2 separate regions of the Anser cygnoides genome follow, and region 1 is linked to region 2. The links are chromatin contacts, called in public Hi-C maps. All regions are on one chromosome and are shown on one strand. Each heading gives the region's core, a stretch centred on a gene start, on an enhancer-like site or on the middle of the called end of the contact. The rest is flanking DNA. Distances are from core to core; before and after follow the strand shown.

What was found. Hi-C and Micro-C count contacts between places; a contact is called where the count stands out from the background.
Region 1: a Hi-C map of liver shows a contact between it and region 2, with 4 times the contacts expected there. The contact joins two enhancer-like sites. A contact is called at or near these places in 2 of 7 Hi-C or Micro-C datasets (both in liver).

The regions. Positions count from the first base shown.
Region 1 is chr2:107,508,920-107,511,619 of Taihu_goose_T2T_genome, reverse strand. All of the region lies in intron 1 of LDLRAD4 (low density lipoprotein receptor class A domain containing 4), which reads left to right. Among named protein-coding and RNA genes, the nearest start is that of LDLRAD4, 10 kb to the left of the region's middle. Within about 2 kb of position 1,394, at least 2 of the 3 cell types and tissues checked have open chromatin away from gene starts, as enhancers often do. A contact at or near this core is called in liver, where this site is marked.
Region 2 is chr2:107,396,565-107,399,325 of Taihu_goose_T2T_genome, reverse strand. All of the region lies in intron 3 of LDLRAD4 (low density lipoprotein receptor class A domain containing 4), which reads left to right. LOC136790163 (a long non-coding RNA gene) reads left to right here. Exons shown (of 2, transcript XR_010829602.1): 1 at 1-2,761. Among named protein-coding and RNA genes, the nearest start is that of LDLRAD4, 120 kb to the left of the region's middle. Within about 2 kb of position 1,390, at least 2 of the 3 cell types and tissues checked have open chromatin away from gene starts, as enhancers often do. A contact at or near this core is called in liver, where this site is marked.

The DNA of each region.
Region 1 (2,700 bases), core at 145-2,644, 110 kb before region 2:
TGGTTCTTATCTAGGTAAATCAGACTTCTTAAATTGCTGGTATCATTTTAAGACAAATATTTCTTGCCAGTTACACAGCGAATGGGAAAATTTTTAAGGAAGAAACAGAACTGAATGATAAATGTGACAAAAATATTTATTACAGGGCTTTTCACTGAAGAATAATCTCTGATGTGAGCGGCTCTTACTTCCAGGTGATGTTTGCCTCCTTTCAAACTGACCAAACAGCAATCCTTCCCTCAAAAACGTAAAGCAAAACTTGCTCTCGAATTCTTCGTTTCTGCTCCCTGCTGGAGTCATCCAGTTTTGTTGATCATGATGTAATCTGTTGCATAACCGGAGAATACGGAGCCTACTGCTACAGCCTGCTTCTTTCTTGGCACTGCCGGGAGGCTTCAAAGAGCGACTGTGCGTGTGAGGCGGCTGCTCTACCAGCAAGACCAAGAGGATCAAAGCATATGTTTAGAAACGAAAAACAACTCGAAGGAACGATGACCACATGACTGCCATCCGGAAAGTGAAAGTGCTCTCACAAAAATGAGCTATTTTGAAGTTTAGAATAATTATTTCAAATTTTATGGAGCCAGAAAAGATCAGGGAAATTCATAACGATCTTATTTTGTAGCTACTTGATAGGAGAAAATTTCTCATGTTTTGGATGATTGGATGTTTTGACAGTTGTATGCAGTTTAATTATTTTGTGCAGGACTTTTATGCTGCATCATGTTGCTTTCTTGGCTTTTTTTCTAGTGTTTGTAGTTAGTTTTTACCTAAAATCAGTAGAAAAATTACTTTGAAAGTAAGAAAAGAATTGCAGGAAATTTTTTATGTAGAATTTTTCTCTGAAGGTTGAACAGTTGTTTCAAGATCATGTTTAATGAGCTTGGGAAAAATACAGATTTTGTTCTTTAATTTCACAATAAATGGAAAGAATTTGTCTTCATAGTATCCCTAGACAGTTCAGATGAAAATGCCTGGTTTGTCAGGAAATACCTAATTTAAGACCATCTTAATTATCTTTCAGAGAATTTCATTAATCAAGTTTTCTTTATTATTCCTTGTTCTTTAGCTATGCTTTACATTATGATATACCACATGCTTAAACCGCTCCTTTTTCAATGTCAAATGTTCAATTTTTTCACTTTCAATACTGAATATTTTTATTTAAGCGTTTCCTGATGGCATTAATATTTACCTGTGCTGATGCAGTAAGTTGTCATAATGGGGATGTAGCCTTCTTTGCTTCGTGTTTTTGGTGAAAATGGGTATGATACACAAAATATTAAAAAGAAACCGCGTGGCTTTCACACGGTCAGCTTTATGGCACTGTTCTAGCTCCTGTTCCATTTGCTGTTTACCTTCATCCTGCTTTGTGTTTTCTGTTACAGGGAACATGATAGTAGTTTGCTTTTTCGTGCGCATCAAGTCTAGATGTGAACCTACTAGAGAGGCAGAGGAGTGAGTGTTGAAGATGGGTGAGCTTACTGCTCTCTCCTTGCCGTCCTTCTCTAGTCCTCTGCATGGTGAGCCAGTGCCTGTGCCTCTACTGTTGCAGCAGTTGGCACGTATGTAGTGTTTCTCATATGCTGTGAACCCTAAGAAAAACTGCAAAGCACAATGTGATCACTCTTGATAGACGCTCACTAAAGTGTAGCACCCTGATAAAGTGTATGGCACTCTTCCCACGCTTAACAAATCTGGGATTATTGTTTAACCAGGATTTGGAACTCCAGCGTCAGAAACACTCCTCCTCTCCTCTTATCCCCTCTTCTTTCTTTGATAAGCCCCACTGTGTATATGTGCAAAATTACATGCTCTGAGGAGAGTTTGTTCTGACGACTGCAGGAGGAAGCCACAGTTGGGATTTCTGCTTTCTTTCTGTGACCGCTTTGCCCTCGGTGGTGGTGCCTGTTCCTCCTCTGGCACTTCCTCCTGGTGCAGGGAGGAAGGGATGCTCTGTCACACCGGGCCCTCTTGAGACCACAGCTGCGAGACTCTTGCTTACATTTTAAAGAATATGAGCAACCTGTATCTTTTCAAAGATGTGCTAGCCAAATTCGGAAATTATCCTGAGGATTACACAAAAGGTGTTTTCCTTATCCAAAAACTACCCCGGACCCTTTCTTGGAAGCATCAGTCTTTGAAAGCTTTCCTTTAAAAAGTCTTTCTTTTTAACAAGAGCCAAATGAGATATTTTTCTTTGTCCTCCTTCATGAGCCAGCTGGCTGAAATTAAAATACTTTAACAATTAAGACTTAAGGCAGCATGACTCAGCATGAAAAAATTCAGATCAATGTTTAAAGCTTAGCAGAGTTATAAATAACTTCAGGGATGGACAGTGCTCTCAGCCCTGATGGTAAGGCTGAGGGGCAGCTGAGAATGTTTTCTACTGTGCGTTTACAAATTCGAATATAAAGCTCACTAAAGCTAACCAGAGGTAAAGATCAAATGTTCTTTAGTTTCTTTAGCTCTTGGGTGTTTTTGAGGTAAAATTCTGGCCGTGCTGAAATCTATGGAAGATTTAATAGGATAGGAGATAAAAATGTTATGGGTTTTCTTTTGCTTTCTTTTTCTTGGGTAGGAACTTTGTCAGAAAATGCTCAAAGTTCTCCTTTTTGCAGCTTTAGTCTTTAGCAGGAAGACAACGTGCTAGGTGAACGTGGTTTTCTTTTTTTTTATGCTATTTACTATGTCAGCTTC
Region 2 (2,761 bases), core at 141-2,640:
GTTATTTCATCTAGATTAAAATATAAAATCCCTTATTATTCACAGTGTTTGTGCTGTTCCTACTTGGGTTTCTTTATCTCTTTAGGACACGGGGAATGCTCTGTCTAGTAGATGAGACAAGTCTTTAATGGGTGACTTTAGTTCTGTTCTGCAAGAACTGAGGAAGAATAAAGAACAGACCAAATCATTTTCTATTATTTTTCTGTTCAGAAAAGCAAGAAGACTTCTTGTCTCTGGTTTGAAGTGCAGAGACGAGACTACTGCAGAAAACTTGACTTGCCCAATCCTTAGTCAAACAGCGAAACTGCTTTAAATTATATCCATCTTCAACATGAACTCAGCTAGCAAGACAAAACAATTTGAAGGTAAATTTGGAGTTTCTCTTCAAAGATGGTCTCTGGCATTTATAGAATACGCCTAAGAAAAATGATGGGGTGTCTCCACTTATGGTTAGTTCACGGGATACCTACATTTGCTAAACTATGTGAGAAAAGTACCCAAGCGCATAGCACTGACTTAAGAATGCAAAAAAAGCAACTTCTGCAATCCAGAGGGTTTTTTGTTTTTTTTTTGCCTTGTTTTGTTTTTTCCAGCAAGCATGCTGGCTCTGCTTTAGTTTCCTGCACCTGGCTGTAAAACAATAGACAATACAACTTGGACTCCATAATATAACCTTCCAAAATTTTGAAGGGTGTTATAAATAACTTACTGGTAAGTCAGAACAAGTCTAACATATCCTTGCTGTTATTTTTCCCCAGCATAGGTTGGCAATTTTTGTGCTGTTAGAATTTCAGGCAAAGGAGTAGTTTGAAAGTTGATATTCTGTCTTTGGTTTCATTAAAATGTTGGTTTTAGCAATCATTTATCAAGTTACTTCCTTCTGGATAGAAAAGAGGAGTCTGGCATATGCCTTCTTTCCCCTATTTCCCTCACTTCTTTCAAGTTTCAAAAGATACAGCTTTTAAAGGGTAAGGGTATTTTTCCTTTCAAAGAGGATGGGCACCTGGGGCTTCAGGTCTGGGACACGGCGGGGCAGTGCCCTGCCATGGTTTGTTCCCTGTCGTGGCATCGCTCCAAGCCCAAGCTGCCCTTGGCAGTGAGGGGGAGGTTAAGGATCGTGTTGTGTTCTCCCACAATGTTCATGATGTTATGCAAACAGCTATGTCAAGAATTTATTTATTGATCTAGCTTTTTTAAAGAGGAAATGTTAGGAAAAAAACTGACAACAGAGGGGAAAAACAGCCAGAAAGAAGAATTTTGGGTCCTATGAGATAAGTGTCGAACACTGATTCTTTGCAGAGAGCGCAGGAACACCAGCTGGCAATGCGTTTATTTTTGCTTCAGAATGTATTTGAGAAGTAAACAATTTAATAAACTTTCCATTTTAGTAGTTTTCAAGCCTTTTCTAGAAGGCAGCTATAAATCGTGTGAGAAAGATGTATAATTCTGTCTCTGGTATGCATCAAAGTTTTTATTGGTTAGTGACTTCAGTGCTGTTTTTTTTGTTGTTTGTTGTGTTTTTTGTTTTTTTTTTTTGGTGGGTCTGACAGTAGTATAGACCCCTTAAAACAAACAAAAATAAAGCTTCATATCTCTGAGTAAATCTCAAGTAAGTTTTCGCTCTTTACTATTTGGGATTTAGTGAAGTCTACAACTTTCAGACTGATGTACTGTCATTTGGGAAGTGTCTTTTAGGGCTCCCCAGCACAGGAGAGATGTGGACACACTGGAGAGAGAATCCATTAGTCATGAAGATGATCCTGGATCACCTCTTCTGTGAGGAGAGGCTGAGAGCTCCTCAGCCTGGAGAAGAGGAGGCTCTGGGGGATCTGTAATGTCTGTAAATATCCAAGGGGAAGGTGCAATGAGGATGGAGCCAGGCTCCTTGCAGTGGTGCCCAGTGGCAGGACAAGAGGCAGCGGGCACAGCTCTGAGCACCGGGCCGCACTTGTGTGCTGTGCGGGTGGCCGAGCACTGGCACAGGCTGCCCAGAGAGGCCGTGGGGTCTCCTCATGGAGACCTTCAGAAGCCGCCTGGACGTGGTGCTGGGCACCCTGCTCTGGGTGGCCCTGCTGGGGCAGGGGGCTGGGGCAGGGGGCCTCCAGAGGGACCTGACAGCCTCAGCCGTGCTGGGGTTCTGTGAAGATATGCCATATCTTTAAAGGAATTTTCTTGTACTGATTTTTTCCTCCTTCGTTTTTCATCTTCCTGTCCTGGAGATTTGCCTTATTTGAAGCTGTTGATTGCAAGCCAGTCTAAACCTTTAGTCTAGACAGATAAAGCTGCTGTTTGCAGCTTACCTTACTTGAAATCGTGGCAATTCCGCAGGTGCACAGAACTAGTTCTTAATAGATTTATTTTCCCTTCCCTTGTAGTTTGTGCCTGATTTTCCTATGCAGAGTGTCCACTGATCACTGAAATTGGTGAATCATCCTGTTTGTGCAGCATAACATCCAAGGCTGTGTCCATGCTGATGCAGTTATGATTGGTCAGATACCCACACTAACTTTCTGGGTGTCAGAAACACGATTGTATTAGTCTAGGAAAATTTCATGCTAATAAGGATAGGTAAATCCAAGTTAATTCAGTGCTCATACATGTTACTACACTGTCCTGTGTAAGCCAACCCTAAAGCTGTTGTTCCGGAGCCTAGCTATCGCCCTCATTTAATTTTGTCAGAAAGTTCTGACCCCCAGGATGGATAGGATATATCTGAGCAATTTTGCTGTTCCTGAACTGAAATAGAAAAAACAAGAATGTT